2 separate regions of the Triticum aestivum genome follow, and region 2 is linked to region 1. The links are chromatin contacts, called in public Hi-C maps. All regions are on one chromosome and are shown on one strand. Each heading gives the region's core, a stretch centred on a gene start, on an enhancer-like site or on the middle of the called end of the contact. The rest is flanking DNA. Distances are from core to core; before and after follow the strand shown. Region 1 holds the start of LOC123158859 (dehydrodolichyl diphosphate synthase CPT3). Region 2 holds the start of LOC123157091 (probable LRR receptor-like serine/threonine-protein kinase At1g06840).

The links. A called contact is a pair of places that touch in the nucleus more often than the background predicts.
Region 2: a contact with region 1 is called in a Hi-C map of leaf, with 4 times the contacts expected there. The contact joins the promoter of LOC123157091 here to the promoter of LOC123158859 in region 1. A contact is called at or near these places in 2 of 5 Hi-C or Micro-C datasets (both in leaf).

What each region holds. Positions count from the first base shown.
Region 1 is chr7B:30,914,402-30,921,308 of IWGSC CS RefSeq v2.1, reverse strand. It overlaps LOC123158859 (dehydrodolichyl diphosphate synthase CPT3), which reads right to left and starts at 2,507. Exons shown (of 3, transcript XM_044576679.1): 1 at 2,204-2,507; 2 at 718-784; 3 at 1-607. The coding sequence starts at 741.
Region 2 is chr7B:31,224,532-31,231,438 of IWGSC CS RefSeq v2.1, reverse strand. It overlaps LOC123157091 (probable LRR receptor-like serine/threonine-protein kinase At1g06840), which reads right to left and starts at 2,457. Exons shown (of 21, transcript XM_044575333.1): 1 at 2,323-2,457; 2 at 1,150-1,337; 3 at 800-950; 4 at 282-353; 5 at 103-174. The coding sequence starts at 1,249.

The DNA of each region.
Region 1 (6,907 bases), core at 1,258-3,757:
GGTGGCCGTTGCGGCCACTGGCCTGCTGCCCCTGCATCATATCCCTCCGTTCTTTGCAGAGCTCGGTGACGGCGTTGGCGATTTCGGAGGTCGAATTGTACGGCATGCAGACGGAGAAGATCAGTCCTGTGTTCTCGGCGGTGCTCGCCATCAGCTTCTGGGCTGCCAACCGCACTGGTTCGGGAAGCATGTCCAGGTTCCCCCAGAAGTTGATCTTGCAGTTAACCTTGTTGATGACATTCTTGTTTTCCAACAGCTCGTTGATCTTTTCCTCCATTAATTCCATCAAGGTCTTGACCTCGCTAGGGTCACGTTTGAAATTGTCGATGCTGAATGCATACACCGTGATGTACTTGACACCCATCTCGTAACAGTAGATAAGACTTGCCATTAGAGCAGCGAACCCCACGCTGTGACCGGTGCCTTGCTTGATACTTCTGGACTTGGCATATCTGCGGTTCCCGTCCATAATAAACGCGATGTGTTTAGGCATCGGGCCATATGAGAGGACAGCTATGATGCACTTGCGCAGAAAATTCTGCAGACTTTCAACAACACCAGTCGCAATTATCTCATCAGGCTTCTTCTCAGTCAACACCTTTGGGTCCTAGGCCAACAAGATAAATATGGCACATCAGTGCTTTTACTAAGTGTCAGATAAAGTGAAGATGACAGCGCAGCAAAAAACGAGTCAGAGCTGTTTGAGGATCTTATTACATGGCTAATAAGTGAATCAAGCATTTCCAGAAGTAGGGGTCAACCAAGCAATGCACCGGTCTCACACCTGCAAACAGGAAAAAAAAAAACAAAAGTTTCAGACTTCTTTGCGTGGGAAAGGTTGTGAACGATCACCATCAGCAAATGTGCGAGATGTATATTATAAGTACTAAAGGATTAAGTGAGATCGACACTGAGAAGAAAAGCAGATGTCAAGGCAACAGTTCATGGCTTATGCTTCCCCCAGGACTTCTTTTTATTTGAGAAGTCACCGGTGGGCAAGACGCCCCACCTGAATATGTATTTCTCAAGCTGCAAAGCAGCAAACCCAGAGCCCTGGGAGAGTACAGATAAGAGTTTTGTGGCTTTCTACCCAACAAAAATTCAGGCAGGGAAAGAAATAAGCAGAACTGCAGGGAGATCACAGGTCCAGGTTTTGGAGGAATGGGCTCCAAACTGCCAGGTCTCCACGGTTTCAGGCTTCAGGCGGAAGGACCAAAGTTTGAGGTCGCCGGCAGCAGCGGCGACGGCATGGCTGACAGCAGGACGTTTGCTTTGGAACACCACATCGTGCCGATGATTCCAAATTCGCCAAAGGAGAAGTCGCACAGCAGGCCAGTGCTTTTGAGGTGCAAGAGGAGGAGACGGGACCTCCCAGATATCGCTGCAGCGGAGACCACGGTCGACGCCAAGGGCACACCAGACCTGCGCGACGCGGCAGCATGTAAAGAGCAGATAACCTGTTGTCTCGGACTCCCTGCCGCAGAGTTCCCCCAGGACTGTATGAACACGCATACAAAAGAGACGTGATCCTTCTTGTACTATCAAATATGGAGTAGATCCTATAGAAAAAATGGAACTGGGACGGGAAGACGGACTTCAGACTTGCATCACCAGATTTCAGCTGCCCAAAAGATCGCCTAAAGTGACACAACGATGAGGTCCCCTGGGCTTGAGACTAGCAGCCAAGGTTTTCGAGTCGATGATTGACGAGTCGTTCTGGGGGTAGAGACTCTTGACGAGTCGTGCCTGGCCGATGGACTCGAGAGGGGTTGAGTTGACATCTGGCAGTGGGATTCATGGACTAGTCGACGACTAGTCGCGCGACTCAAAAACAGTGCTAGCAGCAACAGCTAACAGGGCAGCTATCCAGACAACAACATGTAATCAACTTTCCTGCTGAAACTACCTTACGCGCATAGCACACAGCATGTTTTTTTCCTTTACCCACATGGACAAATTCCTATCGGGCAGAAGCTTCAAAATTGCTGCTCAGTCACAACTAATCCCGATCGGATAGCCTCTAAGCAGCACCCGTGACAATCAGGATGGGATGGCCAGCAGCAGCTCAAGAAAGCAAAAGCACACGCGCGCACGGCATACGCCTCAACCTCGTGGCTATTCCGTCGAACACTTGGCGGGCGCGGGCAAGCGACTCGCAGCCCACCCATGGAGCGGCCACGGAGAGAGATCGGCTTCAGCTCACCTGCGGGATGACGGTCCGGGGGCGGAGGAGGGGCGCCACCGGGGGCACTCTCGGAGTTGGAGGAGAGATCTGAGCCAGAAGGAAGCGGAGTGGCTCAGCTTGCAAGAGGAGAAGAAGAGGCGGCGGGCGATCTTGTAGCTGGCTGGCTGGCGGGCGGGCGGGGCAGCGAGTGGCGGTGAGAGCTCGCTGGCAGTTGAGCTCGTGCGGAATCTCGGCAGGACGAGAGCGACGGCGGGGGAGGGGAACGGGACAGGGGACGGGCGACGCGACACGTCGTGATAGCTCGCGAAGATTCCTGCTGTCTTTTTTTGGGGGGGAGGTCCTGCTGTCTGCGTGCGTGCGTGCGTAGCGGGCCGACGGCGACGGGCCCCGCGGGCCACAGTGACGACTTCGGCCTTCTAGTGCCGCTTTGGGCCCCTTTCCCCCCCTTTATTTGTTAGGTTTACTGCCCCTTTTTTTAGCTGGTTTATTGCAAAGAGTGAATATAAATCTTGTATTAAAAAAATCGTGCGTTTTAGGGGAAATTTGGGCTGTACATTTTCCTCCTGATGAGCGCTTTTATTAACTCACTAGGTAATTGCCCGTGCATTGCACCGGGGGCCTAGGGTGAAATAATAAAATAACGGAACCCCGCATATTATGAGGACACCACAAACCTCAGCTAATCTCTGTCATGAGGGGAAAGTATCAAACATATATATTCAGAATCCCATGCACATCTCAAGCAGCATTATCTTCCCTTTCTTACTATTAAATCATTCTTATTTTCCTCCTCCACCAACCAGACTTGCCATGCTTGTGTCCTCCAAGCCCATATAGAGTAGAAGATTAACACTCCATATTGAGAGAACAAATCAAGTTTAGTATGGGTTGTACCAGTGGCATGTTTGAGATCATAGGTTTTTTTGCTCATTATATATAAAATGTCAATTAAGATTTTGGTACACTAACATGCAAATATACTTTGAAGTTTAAGTCCCACTCCATCACAATCAAAATTAAATACACTACCAAAAGGTCCAGCAGAGAATCTAAAAAAAAGTCTATTGGCCAAACCGACGTCACATGCAAATACAGTTGTGCAAACACAGTTGCAACATGGCCACATATAATTGAGCAACAAGAACTTAGTCAGACTACAAATTCATGTTCATACAATCACTGACCAATTCATGAAGATCTAGCGCCCAAGCATATCATCAGCGGATCTGCAAGAAAAGTCACAGAGAACATGTATGTTTCAGAACAAAAGAAACTCACAGGAACGGAATGGAGTGCAAGATACAGAGAACATGTATGTTTCAGAAGATGGGTGATGCAATGGTAATTCTACAATCTTTTGGCATCGTGTTGCTTTCCTTTTGCCAAAGCACCAGTGGTTCTCCTTGCTTGCACTTGCAGGTAATGTTATTAGTACTATTCGCAAAAAAAAGGGTACTGAATATTGGTCAACTTTGGTGAACTTCTCCTTTCTTCTTTGGAGAAAAATCTGTGAGGCGTTACACATATTTCATTTTCATATATAAAAAGAAACATACTGGTACTGCCACTTTTACGGTCCATTCTTGACGCCCGTACTGCCTTACTCCCAAGTTCTTTTTTATGCAAAATCAACATATCGTTCTTTCTTATGCCAATGCGAGACAGTCGGGAAGGGACGAATGCCTGACGGCCGCAGCAACCAAGACGTGTACACATCATGCTTGCCGTAGCGGGCGTGATAGCTAGACACGCATACATCGGAGGGGAGGTTGGACAATGGTGGTTAGGTCGGCCATCCGTTGCGCCACTGAAAGCGGCAACAATAGCCTCCCACGGATCTGATTGAAGCGAGAGCCAACACCAGATATAGAAACATCAGAAGGGGACTCATAAGGGGACTCATAAGAAGGGGACTCATCGGAGATGACGCAAACACGTCTCCGCCGGCAACGCACCTCCGTAGCCTCCACGCGGCGCAGGTTTCCTACGGTGAACAGAATCACCGATGTTGTCACGCCTCGGATCTCGCAGGCTGCAGGTGCAGCACACCCGACCTGCACGAGCACGACCTGCAGGCTGCAACACAAGAAGAAACACACATGTTCAAAAATCAGGAGTCCCTCACGATTGACCTTAAGAAAGAACGAGGCGTCGCCAGCGGCGGCATCGACACCGTGTCCTCCTGACGAGACGAGCCCAGCGGCGGCAGCACCGGGAGGACATGAGCTCTTGCCGACCCCCTCCTCGACGTCAGGGGCAAAGTAGCTGCGGGCGGCAGCGACGAATCCCTGTGTCGCGCGCTACGGTGACGTTAGGGCGTCGCTGGCGAGAGATCATGAACGGGGAGCGTACATCCTCCTGTCGTTCGCGAGATGGGGGAGACTGTGGTGGCGGCTATATCAGAGGTGGGATAAGGTTAAGGGGAATCAATCAGCGTGGTTGTTTTAGGAAGGTCTTCAATGCAAAACCGACGTGGGGAAGGATGTGATAAAACCAATCGCAAGTGCAGCCGCAGGGAGGATGGACGAAACGAGCGGCGTAAGGTGGGAAACGGAACCTTGCATTTCTTTTAGATAGTTGAGAAAATGTAGCATCAAGCAGATTCAAAGCATGCTGAGCAAGATCCAGTCTCTGTATTCTAAGATGCACACAGTCAACACCAATAGTCACCCCCGTTTGTGTTTAACATATTGGGGCTGTACATAATCTTGAGACGCCAAAATAATACTTGGGGTGAGCAATGGCTAGATGTCATGTAATGGTGTTGCCTTTTAAGTGCAGGAGAGCCTTCTTTAATCTAGTAATTCCTCTAATATATATATTACTTATCGCTCAAGTAGATGTATCTAGATATATTTGAATGCTAGATACATCCACTTTGAGTGATAACTAATATAAATCAGAGGGAATATTTTTCTATGACTTCTTTAGTTCACTTGCAAACGAGCAATCCACCAAAATTGATCTACCATCGGTTGTCTATACTTGTTCCCGAGGAAATACATGCTCCTACGGTACAAGTTCGGGTATATAGGATAGCGCTGCGGAGGAAGTATATCTCTACTCCTAATGACTGAGTTGGTAGGATTGCATCCACGGTTTATTTTCGTCCGGTTTATTTTCGTCTGGTTTATTTTTGTTTGGTTTAATTTGGTCTCTCCTTCCATCATCATATCCTCACGTTGATTTTTTTTCACCCTCCCAATAAAAACTTTCTTAACATTTACAAACTTTCCCAATAAAAACTTTCTTAACATTTACAAACTTTCCTAACCAGACACCGTCACAAACAGGCAGGTACAGAAATCACATTACAAACATTAAAACCCTATTTTCATGAAAATCAATTCAAAATCCTAACTTTTCTAACGCATCGATTCTTACCTTTCCTATGTACCTCATTGGTGCCCCATTCGATGCCCCCTCCCACCAAATGTAAGTTCTTTCATCCCCTCGCACGATCCCCTCGAACCACCGTCAAAGTAAGGAAACACCCAGTGCCTTTGTTCCAAATCATGCCATTTTAGTCAACGCCAAGCTGCTCATGGCCGGGGACGCCGTCGTCTTCATGTGCCGCGCCAACGGGGAGCTGCTCGCCGGGATCCGCCGCGCGGCCAGGTACCCTGCCGTCTCCCAGCAGGCGTCCGAGGGCGCCGAGCGCCGGCCACGCAACGCGCGCGCGGGTCCCGCCCGAGGAGGTGGACGAGGCCGTGCGGCTCGCGGCAGAGGGCACGCTCTTCACCGTCACCTACTACCCGCGCCAGGGCGTCGGGGAGTTCGTCGTGCCCAAGCAGGAGGTGGAGGACGCGCTGATCGGCGCCTGGGCACCCGGCGTGCAGGTGCGCATGAAGTTCCTCGACGCCGAGGAGCGCCGCTCCGAGTGGAACAACGGCGCCGTCAAGGCCGTTGAGTCGTCGACCCCTCCATCTGGCGCATGCTCGAGGTACATCTTGCGTCCATACATCCATCTCTCCAGTCAATCCATCCGATCATTGCGATAATTGTCTGGTTGATCGATGGAGTCCACCTCTGTTTGGTACAGGCATGCTTGCTTCGATTTGTTTGCTCTGCCATTCAGTATGGAGTAGCCCTAGATGTTCACCATGCTAGCGACTCAGGGTGGACGACACGAGCGGGTCCCGCCCAGCTCGGTCCTGGCCCGCTCGAAAAAACACCCGGTCCGGTCTGTGAAATATGGACCGAAAAATCTTCGGTCCGGTCCGGTTAAAGCCCGGTCCGCTCGGTCGGACCGAAGAAGCACAAGCAGATCGTGCTCACGCGGTCATCCGCCTCCTTTCACGCGACGGCCGGAAGAGATAGATGAAGACCCACGTTACGCGCTGCCTTCTTTTCCTTTTATTCAGTCGGGAGAAAATAGAAAGAACGAGATTTACGCTGCCACGGCGCAATCCCACGATTATTTGTTGCTACAGATAACTGCCCACAGGAGTCTACGGAAATTTCTCCGTTTGTTTTCAATCTCATCTAATAACAACCATCCATGATTCACGCTGTTGTTTCCTTTTACTTTTCAGTCTAAATCTCTCTATTTGTTCTGTATATGGACTCCACCCGTTGTTTCCTTTTAATCGTGACTAACGAAAGGAACAGGTTCGATCCGAGAATCACCATGCCATCCGCAATTAACTCCACGTCCAATTTGATCCACACATCACGGCAAGGCTGTACACGCATAATCATGGGCACATGCACATGATAGAT
Region 2 (6,907 bases), core at 1,208-3,707, 310 kb before region 1:
ATATACAGAAAAATGATAACCTCCATGTCTAACTAGAAATATATTAAGGAAATTGATTCAGGTAGACCATGTTTCTAATCCGTGGTGTAGATTTCGACTTACAATAGTTCCAGGGAAGTAATGTTGCCAACCTCCTTAGGAATGCTCCCACCAATTGAGTTCCACATAAAATCCCTTGAAAGGAAATTAAAAGTACTCAGTCGCCCCTTGTGCATGTAGGACTGGATTAAATGAACAGGCAATCCACACGATAATTACCGAGCTCAGCTCACTGCACTTACAATATTTTCATGCGAGACAGCTGGCCAAGCTCAGGAGCTAGAGTCCCAGATAAATTTAACCGTAGAAGCTCCCTATAATCACATAATACGAGGATATCATCAAGCGAAACATATTATAATAAAATGTCACAGGAATTAGATTCATCTGGAATTAAAATAAGCATGAGACTTTTCACTTTTCAGAGGGAAAATGCTCCTCTACTCCATCTATACACATTTTGCATCTTTTTTTACTCCACTTTCAGCTCCATCAAATATGCTGATACATAATTAACATGGTTTGCAAGAAGGTAATGAACGCTGCAATATTTTTCTGGTTTATTTAAATGAAGCTGTCAACAGACCAAAACAGAATCCAGGATGGCAAAATGATCTATTAAGAAAGTCAACAAAACTATATATATGACCAAGCCCAAGTTCTCAATTCATGACAAAAAGCAAGCCAGAATAGAAGCAAAGAAGAAGGGTTGTATAAATGATATGGGCATGATTGACAAGGAGAACACTTATGCACATACAGTTGCCGCACATGAAAGTATCCATCGCTTGCTGTTACATTGTAACAGATAACACGGGACCAATTTCCGACGCACGGATCTCCACGGTTCCAGTTATCGAGACGTCCCAGTGGATCACTCAAGCTGCCTCTGATAGCTCTCAAAGCATCGACTGCAGACCAGTTGAACCAAATGTACAGCAAGTTGGTCTCATAATGCAAGAAGGATGCAGAAAAAAAAATGTAGCACCCTGGACTCGTGTGCTCCTTTGCATCTCTCCTCAAGTGGGTCATGGTTATGAGGAAAATGTAAAATGAACAAGAACACCTACCAAATTAAACAAGAGGTATGGTGGTTAAGATGGATTTTACCTTCCCATGGTGCTGTGATCTGTGCACTCGTCTGTTGCACATGGGCAAAATAGAATGCGAAGATAATGGAGCAAATATAGAACAGTCGGGACCGTAGCATGACGCCGTTGTGGAGAAAAAATCCCCGATTTGGCGGTAATATTCAGAGTTCAGGGATGCAGGCTCCTTGTGATGGCAGAGCCAATCCCCTGAAAAGAAGCAGAGGAGAACGGTTACTTGTCCAGATCCAGGAACACGAAAATAATCTTGTCAGCAAAGCCGTGACGATGTGCCCTTATAGTACTTGGGACTTTGTTGACATGTGTATCCGGGAATTCTCAAAAGTCTGAGGAACACTCTGTGAAAAGCATACAGTCATGAAGCGCTTGGTGACCGGTAACAGCAATAAACACCGAAGATAGATTCAAGTGGTTATGTGATTGGGAGCATAAACTTGATATGGCATGGGAGATTTGGTGGAAGAAAAAAGTGTCAAAATCCTGCCTCCGCCGCGTGCATATCCACTGAAGGAGGCTAACAATCATGGTCATAGCATCATAACATGAATGAAGCTAACAAATAACAATCATGGTCATGGAGGAAGCTAACAATCATGGTCATGGCACCACACCATAGCATGAAGGAAGCTACAATGACTGCGCTTTTACGGAAGAATGAACGGATTCAATACCGCGCAAGGAAGACACCGGTGGTGAGTAATCGATCTGACACAAACAATGAAGTGGCAATGACAAGCATAGAAGGAGGAGACAAAGAATGGTGTCGATGGGTCAGTTAAAAGGTGTGACCGTGTGAGCAGTAAGCAGCACGGAGTCCTCTAGACAGTAGAGAATTGGAGTACGTGTTGTACTGTTGTGCTGGAGGTTGGAGAGGGGATTGACTAATGGGGAGGAAAGGGACGGCAAGCGGAAACTTTTCCTTCCTTTCCATGTTCTTCCATTATTGAATCCAATCCAAGACCTGTTCTTCCATATCTCGATCGTGGACTGTTCCTTCTGTCGCTCGCCATTGAAAGGGAAACGAGAAAAAGAATTGAGAGATCGGGGATGTGTCTCCCCTGACCTCAGCAACGCATACAATTCGCCGTTGAATCTGGTGTCAGCGGAACTAGATTGGGCCAGCAAAACCTAGGCGAGTAAGAAGAGGAACGAGTCAGGGTGAAAGATGCCGTACTTGAACGCCACGCCCACCCTGACGGCGCCTCATCCTCGCCGGCGCCGCTGGCCATGCTTGCTGCGCCACAGCGATGTGTTCCCACGGATCCACCGGACACCAGGGCAGTCAAGGGGACTAAGGGGTGGAAAGATGCCGTCACTGACGTTTGGGTCCACCATTATGAAGAGCGATAAAATGTTGAAGCCCTCTATTTTGGTCAAATTTCGACCGTAAGTTTGTCTAACAAAGAGTTAAATACACCACAGGTGCCCTAACTTGTCCGGCGCAGTCAGTTTGATGCCTAAACTTGAAAAATACACAAAAGTGATGTCATAACTTGTTTGGACTTTCAAATACGGTACCTCTGGACGTATGCCGCCGTATCGAGTGCCCGCGTGGCATGCCAACATGTCGCTGGGCCACATGTCAGTGGTTGCAGGCGCTGTGAGCTACGCGTGTTTTTTATAGGAATGCCCCTGGATTTTAATCAATCTTGCAAAAATACCCCTTGATTTTAAGTAATAATCGCAAAAAAATACAGGAAGCGAGCGTGCAGGGAATTCGAACATGTGACATCCTCGTCTTCTGACAATCGAGCGGACCAGGTGGCCATAGTCTGGTTTGCGCTTAATTATCAGCAAGCAGTTTATATAGATGATTGCATGTATCGCTCTGCGTATGCTTTTACCGGAGTAATTTTATTTATATTTATTTCCAAGTTACCATCTTGTTTTTCTTCGAGTGAAGTTTCTGTTTAGTTCTCATGATACATAAATTTTTTCCATGTGAAAAAATAAAATAATTATCAATATGAAATTTTGTCTATTTTCATTATTGTGTACTTTGAAGAGATAAACATGAACTTTTTCTAAAATTGATGTGGAATTAAAAAGTTGAACTTATCTTGAAAACAAAGTGAGCAGTTTTTGAAATACACGTTCACGTTCATGTTCATTTTTTTATTTTCCTATTATTTTAGAAAATGTTCACCATATTTTTTGATAATGTTGAATGCCTATTAAAATAATATTATGTAATATTATTCTTAAATTTCTACAAACACGCTTAACATGCTAGTACATTTCTAGAAGTTATTATTGTCACACAATAATATTTAATACACGTTGAACAGTTTTTAAATACAATATTGTCAATTTTAAATAATTGTGCATTTTAAAAATATAATGAAGATACACAATAATTGTTCTTGCTTATGGTGCTCAATGAGGATACATAAATTTACAGAATAATTTTTAATATACATTCATCTTTTTATGTCCACATAAATTTTAGAGAAAATTCATGTTTATCTCTTCAAGGTACACAATAATGAAAATAGAATAAAGATATAAAATCAACAATAATTGCATATTGATAATTATTTTATTTTTCATATGGGAAAATTTATCTATCATGAAAATTAAACAGGAACTCAGAAAAAAGTGAAGCAGTACTTCAAAAAAGCTGTAGAAAACATGTGCAAAGCGATACGTTTTTTTTCCGACAAAAGGTGAATTTTATTGGCTCAGAATGAAGCATCAAGAGAATACAAACATAATGAGCACACACCCGGCCTCTGCATAACTAAGATGCATACAGCCAACATCAACGCACACACACGCACACAAAAAAACACGCCGATAAATAGCAAAGTCAAATAAGACCAAAGCTATACACAGACGATAAAAAAACACAAAAACGATCAGATCGGTGATCAGCAAACTAAATCGGTGACCGTATCCGCACCAACCATCCCATGACATCCCACGATCGACGAGATTCTTCAATAGCAACGCCTTCAGGAAGGGATTGGCGCTCAAGCGCCGTCGTCACCGGATCCAACCATCCAAGGTCAGAATCTAGGTTTTCACCCTGAAGAACCTGAACAAGCATATCCGAGCAATGCCTTCAAGAAGGTAACGATGTAAAAGCATCGCCATTGCTAGGTATAACCAACTCGGGTCAGGCCTAGGCTTTCACCCCGGAGCTCGAACCAGGTGCTCAAGCAGCACCACCATCGACATCATATGTGTTGTCACCACCACTTTTCCACGATCCCAGCAGCTGCATGCGATGTGCTCAGGTGCTGCACAACCATCCCTTTGCGTCAAGGCGCCGTCCATAGTTTTTATCTCCCCGCCGAAGTAAACCACCGGATCTTGAGAGAGCACCATCAGAAAGACCTTTCGGTGATCACCACGCTTCACAACAAGTCTGCCGCCGCATGTCGGGGTGGTCGCCACAATGATCGACACCACCACCGTCCCACCTAGCTGAAGAGAGCCCTGCCCATGCCCGTCAGGGTGTCATGGCCTGAACTGAAGCCTGAAAGGCATATCACCGTCTGCCGCAGGCCTGCGAAAAACCTATGATGGTCACCAAAATCCACAGTTCGACGACGGATCGGCCGACGCCGGCACGGTCAGGCCGGATCCAAGCGAAGGGCTGGCACGTCCTGGTGCTCGACTCTGCGGCTCTGTGCGTCCTTGTGCGAGGCGCCGGCAGACGTAATAGCCGAGAGCAGGCTGCTGGATCACATCCACGTACAGCACAAGGAAGCGGTGACCAGTAACCTGGTTTGCATCCATCTGAGCACGTTTTGGACATGCAAACATCACGGCTTGGATCCATCCATCTGAGCACGTTTTGGACATGCAAACCGCCCAGGTTCATCTGCTATGGCTGCTGTCACCGGGTCTTTTGACCGAGCAAGAGCATGCCGCAACCGCCGTCATCCGCAGATCCAACAGCCGCTGCCGAGGCTCCACTCCCGCCGCTGCACGCGCCGCCATCCACGGATCCGACGGCCTGCCGCCGGGGCTCCGCCTCTGGCCGATCCAATCTGCACACGGATCCACCAACCGCCGTCTTGTCGCCAGAACAGAGAGAGGCCCCGCCGCCGCCGCCATTGCGCAGACTTTGCCTGGCGCTAGCCTCCGGCGGCGGCGAGGGGGGAGGAACCGGTGACGGGGTCGAAGGTGTGGTGGATCGATCGCCGGGCCCGTTCGGAAGAGACGTAGGTTACCTAAAATGGGAGAGATTTTCACTTCCCGGCCTCTGCACCAACCAGGGATGCATACGGCCCATTTTAGTATGAGTATCAAGATAAACATGGTCCTCAAATTTTTTTAAATGAGTATCAAGACATTTATTGATGAGAGGTTCCACCACACACCAAACTTGATCCTTAATAAATGGGGGAAACCCCTGTGCATCACCTGTCAATTCTAGAAATTGAATCGTGCATATAAGTTGCTAGCTAGCAGTTAAATGTAAACCAAAATGTTGTCTCTTAATCCGCTTGTTTGTTAGGCAACCCGCAGGTCCGTGGTTCGAATTCCCTTCATGCCAACTTGTGTTTTCTTTTGTGTGTGAATTAATTAAAGTACATGCATGTTCCCGTAAAAAACAGTGTGTGTGTGTAGCGCTCGTAACGATTTTTTGCAAGAATTAACCAAAGTCCAAGGTCATTTAAAAAAACTACCATCCGCAGCACTGGCATGTGGCCCATGCCTCACGGGCAGTTGATACGGCGGCATACGTCTAGGGGCACCATATTTGAACACCTAGAAAAGTTACGACACCAGTTTTGTGTATTTTTCAAGTTTAGGCACCAAACTGATCGTGCCGGACAAGTTAGGGCACCTGTAGTGTATCTAACTCTCTAACAAAATATATAAGCTACTCCCTCGGTCTCATAATATAAGAGCTAGTGTAGCTCTCTTATATTATGGGACATAGGGAGTATATGTTACAGTAATTATCTTGTTGTATTCATATTTGAAGTAAGTTTCCAATAATACTATTTTTCCCACATATAATTTATATTTTATTAGTTAAATTTATGATCAAAATTACCCTGTAAAAATTATGGTCAAAATTGGACCAAAAATATGAGGGAGACTTTGTTTTGAGCAACCACGAGGAGCTCCGCCTTTCGTAGGAGAAGAGAATTGTCGAGTTAATAATGAGAAATGGCTAAAAATCAATACAACTGCCCCATAACCCCCCCCCCCCAACACACACCAGCCCCGGGCCTCTTGACAAACGAGCCGATGACTCTGCCTCCCAAGAGACCCAAATCGAAACCTTGCAATAGAAGACATCCTCCGGAGTCATCGCTCTGGCTTCCACACATGCATGAGGACGTGTCGCGCACGAGCTGATAACTCCACCATCCAAGTGATAAAATTTGATGCTCTACAACACAACTTCGCTCTCCAGAGCCGTCGTCCGGGTTCCACACCGATCGAGACCACGCATCCATCTAACCGATGAAGAAAACTATAGGATGCACAAAACATGGACGTTTGATAGAAGACCATCTCCAAGGTGACGCCACCAAGGAGGAGTGATGAGCACGACGATGTACGCTCCATCCATAGTCGAAGCTTGGTTTTTCACTCCAAGTTTAAAACTTTGATTTCTCGCTAATGTGGGTTGTTTTCGAGCGGGAAGGACATCCCTGCTAGTGATGAGGCTCTTATGAGACTAAAATGTCATCAATGGAACAATAGAACTGGAGGCTCAAAAGTATGAAATAGATCTGAGATTAAGGCCCTGTTCGGCCATCCTCCGCGGAGCGGAGCGCGCGGAGCAGCGT